Regions from separate parts of the Zea mays genome. Here region 2 is linked to region 1. Evidence: chromatin contacts called from public Hi-C data. All regions are on one chromosome and are shown on one strand. The core of a region is the stretch at or near the end of the contact, and the rest is flanking DNA. Distances in the headings are between cores, read along the strand shown.

The links. A called contact is a pair of places that touch in the nucleus more often than the background predicts.
Region 2: a Hi-C map of ear shows a contact between it and region 1, with 2.4 times the contacts expected there. The contact joins the promoter of LOC103635678 here to the promoter of LOC100272847 in region 1. A contact is called at or near these places in 3 of 25 Hi-C or Micro-C datasets (bundle sheath, ear and tassel).

The regions. Positions count from the first base shown.
Region 1 is chr8:109,046,562-109,051,726 of Zm-B73-REFERENCE-NAM-5.0, forward strand. It overlaps LOC100272847, which reads right to left and starts at 2,987. Exons shown (of 9, transcript NM_001147300.1): 1 at 2,530-2,987; 2 at 2,195-2,263; 3 at 1,884-1,940; 4 at 1,691-1,745; 5 at 1,511-1,603; 6 at 1,210-1,419; 7 at 883-925; 8 at 532-610; 9 at 117-437. The coding sequence starts at 2,844. The coding sequence ends at 345. LOC100383621 reads left to right here. Exons shown (of 9, transcript NM_001176269.1): 9 at 1-42.
Region 2 is chr8:109,316,598-109,321,762 of Zm-B73-REFERENCE-NAM-5.0, forward strand. LOC103635678 (pyruvate, phosphate dikinase 2-like) reads left to right here and starts at 2,670. Exons shown (of 18, transcript NM_001358399.1): 1 at 2,670-2,811; 2 at 2,913-3,284; 3 at 3,784-3,946; 4 at 4,035-4,270; 5 at 4,388-4,516; 6 at 4,642-4,821; 7 at 4,951-5,088. The coding sequence starts at 2,722.

The sequences.
Region 1 (5,165 bases), core at 1,737-4,236:
GGGCTTCAGTAAGCAATAAAATTTATCTTGAATGGATTTCACATACTCTGCTGGACGTGAAACTTTTGTTCTACACTTGTTTCACATTTCTAGTCTATTATTTATGTTCAAGAAATATCAGACAACATTTGTATTAGAATATAAGTTGTAGCTTACATAGAAACAGAGGACTCTACATGGACATTAGCATGAAAAAAAAAGAAAGAACTATAGACTATATACCAAGAATCCACAACAGACTACAGACTTCAAATACAAAAAAAGTGTTGAACATTGTAACCAAAATATACCGGTAAAACATGAATCACTAGTAATCATTGGTAATGCTTCAACCCTTGAGGAGATTAGCGAATGTTGCGAGTTATTAGGCTCTCAAAAACGGTGTACAGGTCCTTGTTTTCAGGACCAAAGATCTCATCAGCCTTTCTTAAGGTATCCTGTAAGAGACATTGAACCAATACCAAAAGGGGATCAGAAAATTAGCTCATAAATCCTCAAACAGATGTTGATTCAGTGTTGATCCATTTATACCTCTCTGGTCTGCCTGTGTGCGTTCAGCTCCTTCACATTAGCCAGGAATGCACCAAACTGCTCATACGACAACCGATTTCTGCATGTGCACAGTTAAAGAGGGAAGTCAATCTGACAATCACGCACTTGGGAAACAAGATCCGCGGAATCAATTGAGCCTACTATGCGGCTATATATGTGCATTTCTTGAAGGCACTAAATGATCATAATTTCAGAACGAAAAATAAGTACAGCAAACTCCTATTAACTCTTATCAAATATTACATTCACAAGGCTTGAGTATATTTCCGAGAGAGAGAGAAAAAACTATTGCTAAACTGAATAATTGGAAAAGAGCACCTCTGCACATACCTGACATGACGAAAGAACTCCTTTCCATCAACTCTTGTTCGTCCTAAAACAAATAACTCTCAATGAGAAAGAGTCTATGGGTAGCTTATTTATGATTTCGTGTCAAACACAGGGATCAAAGATCCGGACCTAGTAAGCAAACAAACAGTTCACTCTTGGGTCCAGTGGAACAGCAATATATCTTGATATTTACTACTAGATGACAGTGGAATTGTAACATATCTTGACCAAATAATTGTAATATATGCTGATTGCTGAACAAAGCAGCATTAACATTCAAGTGTTTGACATACAGTATAGCTAACTCCTGGGGGGTTATGAGCGAACCTGTTTGACTTGGAGGGTCAAATGGAGAGCTATGCTGACTAGAAAAGCCTGAGGACCTGTCATTAAACATATTCATCGACGTAACGGAGATTGAATGTCGCCTCGGCGGTGATACCGATGCATAACGCCTTGGAGGTGAGTCTGGGGGAGTTCTCCTTGGTGTGCTGTTGTATGACGGCAAAAATACATGTGGACGGGGTGGCCTAGGTGCTGCAAGTACAAAAAAGGTTCTGTGCGTGAAACATCATTGAACAGAGATTTTGTATTGGACAAGATTAAACTATGTCAAACGGGAACGCACCATCTGGTTCAACTTGGCTATTTTCCTCTGAAACTGAACTCGCAGTTTCTGAAATCTGTGATGATTTGGAAGTTGGAAATGCAGAATCTTCATCTGACAAAAAAAACTGACAGTCAACATTACCCTAGGGAGCTAGAATAACGTGGACCAAGCACAAGGACCACGAGAATAGTGTAGTACCTGATGGCGCAGAGAAGTTTGAAGTTGCTGCAACGCTTGCCCTGGGAGCAGTATTCTATGGAAAAGTAATTTAAAAAGAGAAATCGCTATCAGTTCAGGTACAAATACAAACAAGGGAAGAGTTGAAATGCTAGTCATTTTTTTGGGGGTTAACGAGTTAACAAGACACAGCCTGAATTAATTCCAGACTTACATCACTGCTGTCATCTTCCTGGAGCGACTGCACAAGTGTCTTTTTGAAAACTTCCAACTGCACAACAAGGTAGAATATAGGCAGTAAGGTACACAACTAATAATGAAGTTTAGAATTTATAGCAATCAAGGCTTATGTACAGGTTAACATTTTCCTTTCCCGTTGCCATTCTTTTTTTCTTTTTTTTTCTTTGCATTGTAATGTTAAGGACTACAAAGTTCAGTTTGAAATTATGATGAGATTGCTACATAATTGTTCCAAACTAATCTATCAAGTTCTTCCCTAAGTGCAAGGCAATAGTGTTTTGGTACCTTGGCGACATCTCTGTTCAGCTTCCTAACGGTGTTGGACAGCGCAGAGTTGTCCCGCAGCAGTGTCTCCTGTGCGTCCATCGTCCACGATCACATCACAACATGAAGAAGCATTCGACTGTCAAGTAATTTCGGTTGCCCAAATTGCGCAGCATATATCACGCAGCTACACTACATTGCTGGAATAGTGGTGACTTCAGGTGCAAGCGTCGCGGGACCAGAGTCGCAGACAAGTGGGACCGAACGAAGCCACCATTCCACGGAAAGCACAGCTCAGCCACGGAAAGCACAGCTCAGCCACTCGAACAGAGCCTAGTAAACTGACTAGTGATTACCTTTTCCTCCTCAGCGCGGCGGAGGCGGCCGGTGGCGACGGCGAGCGCGGAGTCGAGCTTCTCGACGCGCTCGCGGAGCTCCTCGGCCTCGGCGTCGCGCTCGGCGAGCTGCGAGCGCAGGCGCGCCGCCTCGGCCTCGAGGCGGCCGAGGCGGTGCGAGAGCGCGATGGAGGTGATCTTGCGCGCCACGTCCAGCTGAGCGAACGGGTCCGATGGTAGCACGGCCATCAGCTCAGCGGGCAGCCCAAAGTCCTCGGTTGGCGCCTCCCCCACCATCGCGGCCGGCGGCACCCCCTCCTCGCCTTCATCTGCCATGTGTTTCCTCCTGCTCCGCGCCTCCTGTACTAGTGCTCTGGCGCCCTTCTCTCTCGCCCTTTCCGTGCCGCGACCGTTATCTGCCCGCCAGGGGCCAGCGCGGGGATTAGGCTAGTGTGGCGCGAAGTCTCTTTGTGGTGGCGGAGGCGCGCCCTGCTCGGCTGCCCCGCGCCACGGGTTTGGACTTTGGACTTTGGAGGATTGCGCCCGCGTCGCTGTCGGTGGGCGCTGTGCAGACGTGGGAAGGCGCCGGTGCGCGTCTGGTCATCAGGGAAGGCGAAGGCGTTGGCACGGCGCGGCGCGGGCGGCCTCGGCTTCGGCCTCGGCTGTTGGCTGTGGCCTGTGGGCTGTGGCGTAGGCGAAGGGCGCGCGATTGGCAATGCACATGTGGATCGGAGTGCGGGTGCTGTTCGCCGTCTCTCTGGTTGGGAAGCAGCGTAGTGCATTGTTTGTGGGCTTGTGGCATTGGGTGGCTTATTCTGGTTGGTGATTGGACACTTTGGATACACAGGATCCGGGACTCCTCGGGAGATGTGAAGAGTGGAGGTACTCTATTTCTTTTTTTTTCTAACAAAACCATTTCTATTTTATATATATATTCCTAATATACATTTTATAATAAAAATGTAATAGACACATAAACATAAATAAAGGTAGAGTAGGATGGATAGGTGGTAAATTTATATTTTTAATACAGATGTCATATTAAATATCTGAAGCGACAATGTGACGGAGTTCAAAAATACGTAAATTGAAGGCTTTCTCGAGTAGGAGGGAATCAAGAATGAGTTCTCTTCAAACTATGCACCATAGCAAAATGGTGTTGTAGAGAGAAAGAATAAAAATCTTATGGATATGACGAGGACCGTGCTTGAGGAGTACAAGATTTCAGATCGGTGTTGGGTGGAGGCAATCAACACCGCTTCTTAGGCCATCAACTGACTCTACCTTCACCAAATCCTCAAGAAGGCATCCTACGAACTCCTTACCAGTAAAAAGTCCAATATTTCATACTTTAGAATCTTTGGGATTTAATGATTAATTCTTGTCAAAAGAGGTAGAAATTCTAAATTTTATGCTAAAGCAGTAGAAGGCTTTTTACTTGGTTATGACTCAAACACAAGGGCATACCGAGTATTCAACAAGTCCATTAGATTAATTGAAGTTTCGTGTGACGTTGCGTTTGATTAGACTAATGGCTCTCAAGTAGAGAAAGTTTATGTTGATGAGCTAGATGACGAGGAGGCCCCATGCACCGCGCTAAGGAACATGTCAACCTTCATCCTCCATTCAAGCATCTCCTCCAACTTAGGATGAAGAGCAAGCTCAAGATGATGGTGATCAAGTTCAATACAATGAGCAAGGTCAAGATGGTGGCATGGATCAAGGGGATATGAAGAAGAAGAGCAAGAGGAGGAGGATGAACTGGAAATTCATGCTCAAAGACTACCACACCTAAGAGTTCATCAAGCAATTTAAATAGACCATCCTATCGACTCAATTCTCGGTGATATCCAAAAGGGGTAACCACTCACTCTTGAATTGCTAATTTTTACAAAAATTACTCTTTTGTGTATTCTATTGAGCCTTTGATGATTGAAGATGTACTTATAAATCTAGACTGGGTGGTAGCAATGCAAGAGGAGCTCAACAATTTCAAGAGGAATGAGGTTTTTCACTTAGTTCCACGTCCTAACCAAAATGTTGCAGGAACCAAATGGGTCTTCCGCAACAAATAGGATGAGCATGGTGTGGTGACAAGGAACAATGCTCGACTTGTGGCCAAGGGGTACTCACAAGTCAAAGGTTTGGATTTCGATGAAACCTTTTGAAAGGGAAATAGGGTTAACCTTTTTCCTACAATTAATTTTGGTGGTTGAATGTCCAACACAAACATATGGACTAACTAGTTTGCTCTAGAATTCATGTATTACATGTGCATAAGTGAAAGTCACCTAGAGGGGGGGTGAATAGGGCGAATCTAAAATTTACAAACTTAATCACAACTACAAGCCGGGTTAGCGTTAGAAATATAATCAAGTCCGAGAGAGAGGGTGCAAAACAAATCGCAAGCAAATAAAGAGTGTGACACGCGGATTTGTTTTACCGAGGTTCGGTTCTTGCAAACCTACTCCCCGTTGAGGTGGTCACAAAGACCGTGTCTCTTTCAACCCTTTCCCTCTCTCAAACGGTCCCTCGGACCGAGTGAGCTTCTTCTTCTCAATCAAACGGGAACAAACTTCCCCGCAAGGACCACCACACAATTGGTGTCTCTTGCCTCGGTTACAATTGAGTTGTTCGCAAGTAAGAACGAAAGAAAG
Region 2 (5,165 bases), core at 1,420-3,919, 270 kb after region 1:
AATATTTAGAGACAAATGCAAATTAATATATCAAATGAAACAAACAATATTTAAAATTGTAAAAGTTATCCACTTTACAATTTAGTTTGCCATTTATAATAGGTTATGCATTGATTTTTTTAGTAGAATTTTAATATGTTAAGAGACTAATTTAGATGAATGTAAGTTCGCATGATGACGAGTACGTTGGGAACGTGAAATGGTGACGGTTCCCTATCCCATCCTCACGAACCCAAATAAAGAGTAATTTTTTTCCCGTTTCAAACTCCTAGGGATTAAATTCTACATATCTCTATCCCCTAACAGAGGAATTTCTTAGACTTTTTCCATTTGCATGGGATTGAGGAGAATTAAATCATTCTCCACTTAATTTTGACCAGCAAAGGCTAGTTTAGAAACCACATTTTTTCAAAGGATTTCCATTTTCCTAAGGAAAATTAGTTCATTTTTCCATGTGTAAACAGAAATACCATGGGAAAATGTAGTTTCCAAACTAACCACAAATGATTTAATCTTCTCCTAACCAAACGAGCTTGTAGGACCTGTTTTCTAAAAACCCGTTTTCCTGAATTCTAGGACATACGACAACTGTATGAATTTGAACCGGAAACAGCTTTAACCTACTAGTAGGTGATAGTCGCCACACACACATATACGACTGCTACTACGTACTACCAACCAAACAACTACTCTACTTCCAAAAGAACCGTTTTTCCCTCTCATATCTATTGCTGTCCAGCTACTCGCATAACTCAAGTGACGTTGCACAAGTCAAGACACGATCGGATCGCACGTATGCACGCTCCGCCTGAGTCCTGATGAGAAAAGACGGTATAATTAAAATATACTAGAAGGGGGGAAAATAATGGTCCTTGCCTGCATCTAGGGCGTGTAGTTAAGGATCTATTTGTTTCAGCTTATAGATTATATAATCTGGATTATAATCTAAATTATATAATCTAGATTATAATCTAGACATATTATAATTTATATGTAGTTGTTTAGTAGTCTAGATTATATAAATATAGACAGGGGCGGACCCAGCGGGTGGTCCATATGGTCCACGGCACATCCTAAAATCAAAGTGTAGTTAGCATAGTGGTGTAAGTGCTATATTTTAAACTTGGTGGTCAAGGTTCGAGTCTTGTTGATCCTTATTTTTTGTTTGTTTTTTTAATTTTTTTTTCTTGGCACACCCTAAATATAGTAGCTGGGTCCGCCACTGAATATAGACTATTCATAAAGACAATAATATCCTTGTTTGTTTATTTGAGGTGAGAAAAGAAGGATAACATATATTATAATTTCTATTTAAGTGGGTATTTTGTCAAAATAATCTCAAATAAGCTACTCTTGAGGAGATTATGAGATTATCATAATCTAGACTTTAGATTATATAATATGAACTCATAATATATGTGCTTGTTTACCTATTAGATTATTTGTGCTGGATTATATAATTTAGAGAGATTATAATTCGAAACAAATAACGCCTAAGTTTCGATCCCATCGTCCGAGGCTACTGATACGATCGACGAATAAAAAAAAAGAGGAGATTTCTAACAAGCTCTACTGATCGATCAACTAACTATTCAACTAGCCTTCCATCGTCGTCCGAGAGCACTCGACTACTCGAGCAAGCGACCAACGACGACGCGGCGTCGTCGTCCTTCTGAAACAGAAAGCGCGCGCCGCGTCTGCGTCTGCGTCTGCGTCTGCGTCTGCGTCTGCGTCTGCGCCTGCGCGCGTACCGCGCGTCACGCATGCGTGCGGCTGACACGACAGCGTGAGTCACACACAGAAGCGGCGCTTGGACGGACGCTAGCAGCCAGCGTGAGCAATTCATCAGTTTTCAGTTTTTCTTTTCTTTTTTCTTTCTTTCTCTGGCTGGATGCACACCAGGTATGGTAACCAGGGTTGGGCCTTGGCAGGCCATGCATTTACTGACCAGTACTCAAGCTTCAGTTAGCGCTTCTCTAGCTTCATTGACCGATCGAGAGCCTACCTGCATGAGGCAAAACATCCTTGATGCCATTATATAGATGGCAGAAATGCATGCTAATTTTGCTCCTCAAGATAGAAGACGACGCTCACGCTAATTTCGCATTAGTAGATTACCAATCTTCTTACACTCGATCACAAGCTATTTGTTAAAATATTTATTACCCGTGTGTATCTATGCTTTTGAAGCGGCTTGGTAGACTGACAACCACAGCCACGCACACATTGCATCTGTTCACGAAGGCAAGCAACACACGCACGCACACATTGCATCGACGAAACAGAAAGGGAGGGGGGCACTAGGGGCGAGGCAGTGGCAGTGACGCGGGGTGAGGTTACCGGGCGTCCGGATATGCATCCGGTTAGCTGGGTGCGTACGTGTAAAAGCCCATCCGAGCATGGATTTTTGCCCAACCGATTTTGTGCCCGAACGCTTCTTCGCCTATTTTATTTGTTTTTTATATATACCAGGGGCTTCCCCTGGGTTTGTGAAAAATAAAAAATAAAAAAAAGTGTTGCGTACGTACATGCTTGCATGATTTGGGCTCCCGCCTGTCAGTGTCACATCATCAGACACGAGCGCGGGGCCGGCTGCCTACTGCCTACTGCCGCTGCTATAAATAGAGCCCGGCGCAGGCCCTGCTGCTTCGTCATCAGCCACAGCGCCCGTTGTTGTATCTTGTCACTGATCAGTGTTGTTTGCTTTGCTTTGCCGTGCTAATGGCGCCCGCTCCATGTGGCCGTTCGTCGCAGAGGGTGTTCCACTTCGGCAAGGGCAAGAGCGAGGGCAACAAGAACATGAAGGAGCTGGTGAGAGGGTCCTTCTTCTGTATTCAATTCGCTTGCTTTGCTACTGCATGTATGCATATGTATGCACGCTGATGATGAATACTACTACTACGTACATGCAGCTGGGCGGCAAGGGCGCGAACCTGGCGGAGATGGCGAGCATCGGGCTGTCGGTGCCGCCGGGGTTCACGGTGTCGACGGAGGCGTGCCAGCAGTACCAGGAGGCCGGGCGCGCCCTCCCGCCGGGGCTCTGGGCGGAGGTCCTCGACGGCCTGCGGTGGGTGGAGGAGTACATGGGCGCCGCCCTCGGCGACCCGCGGCGCCCGCTCCTGCTCTCCGTCCGCTCCGGCGCCGCGGTGTCCATGCCCGGGATGATGGACACGGTGCTCAACCTGGGGCTCAACGACCAAGTGGCAGCCGGGCTGGCGGCCAAGAGCGGGGACCGCTTCGCCTACGACTCCTTCCGCCGCTTCCTCGACATGTTCGGCAACGTCGTGAGTACTAACTAGTATTCTACTCCTAGCTCCCTCCAACCTGATCGGTCCACCAAGGCTGGAGTTCTTTTTTTTTCTTTGTCTGTTTGCTAATTGCTAGCTATAGACCAGGGTATGTGGCCAGCCGCTTTCCCTTGGGCTAAACGAACGTGGCTGGTTTTTACTATTATTTTTTATAAACTTCATATATATAAAAACTAAACGACTTTAACAGTTCCATTACCTGAGGAACGAACGAACATGTTTCTGTCACACAGACGCAAATCGCCATCGGTGAGGTAAAAACAAAACAAATTAAAAGGTGGGCATAGTTTCGTCAGGTCAGAACCCAAGAGGCAGAATTCACGTAGACGTCCTTGTCAGATTTTGGAGCCCACGTCGTTAAACTTGGTTTGTCGGACTGGAGGAAACACACAATCGATCCCACCACCGGCCACCGCAGAGTGAAAACACATCAGATTTTCTTATCGGATCCTTTTTTATTTACTTACCACACCAGGTGATGGACATCCCCCACGCGCTGTTCGAAGAGAAGCTTGAAGCCATGAAGAAAGCCAAGGGGCTGAAGAACGACACCGACCTCACCGCCACCGACCTCAAAGAGCTGGTGAGCCAGTACAAGAACGTCTACGTGGAGGCTAAGGGAGAGCCATTCCCCTCAGGTGCAGTGTGTGTGTGTGTGTGTTCCATTAATTCCATGCATATCCTCAGTCACCCAGCGACCTGACACACTGAAGCTCCCTGCTGCAGACCCCAAGAGGCAGCTGGAGTTGGCAGTGCTGGCCGTGTTCGACTCGTGGGAGAGCCCGAGGGCAAAGAAGTACAGGAGCATCAACCAGATCACCGGCCTCAGAGGCACCGCCGTGAACGTGCAGTGCATGGTGTTCGGCAACATGGGGAACACCTCTGGCACCGGCGTGCTCTTCACTAGGAACCCCAACACCGGAGAGAAGAAGCTGTACGGCGAGTTCCTGGTGAATGCTCAGGTGTGTGTGTATGTGACCTCAGGCTTCCATTGCATTGCTCTCCCCTGTTAAAGATGCTGTGGAGTGTATTAGCTTACATGTGAAATATATTATTCTGTTTCCCTACTATATATTCAGGGCGAGGATGTGGTTGCTGGAATCAGAACCCCGGAGGATCTTGATGCCATGAAGGACGTTATGCCACAGGCCTACAAAGAGCTAGTCGAGAACTGCAGGATACTGGAGAGCCACTATAAAGAAATGCAGGCACGTACATTAATTAGCTTTTCACCCCCCCCCCCCCCCCCCCCCCCCCCCCTTTAAGTACCACACCATCCCTCTGCATCATATGAACTCAGGTTGACTTGTTTCTATTGATGTGTGTGATGCAGGACATCGAATTTACTGTTCAGGAGAGCAGGCTGTGGATGTTGCAGTGCAGGACAGGGAAACGTACGGGCAAAAGCGCCGTAAAGATCGCCGTGGACATGGTTAACGAGGGCCTTGTTGAGCGCCGTGCGGCGATCAAGATGGTAGAGCCAGGCCACCTGGACCAGCTTCTCCATCCTCAGGTAATCGTCAAGAACCATGCATATATATATGGATATGGACGACTTATCAAATCAGTAGTATTAACCATTAAGCAGTTGACATGCATTGATACCTTTTTTTTTGTTCTTCTTCTCTTGTGGAAAACCCAGTTTGAGAACCCATCGGCGTACAAGGACCAAGTCATTGCCACGGGCCTACCGGCGTCACCTGGGGCCGCTGTGGGCCAGGTTGTATTCACTGCTGAGGACGCTGAAACATGGCATTCCCAAGGGAAATCAGTTATTCTGGTAATATCCCTTTTTTTCATCCTCTGTGTAACACATAATTCTTCCATATATATATATATGATACGTATATTAGGGTT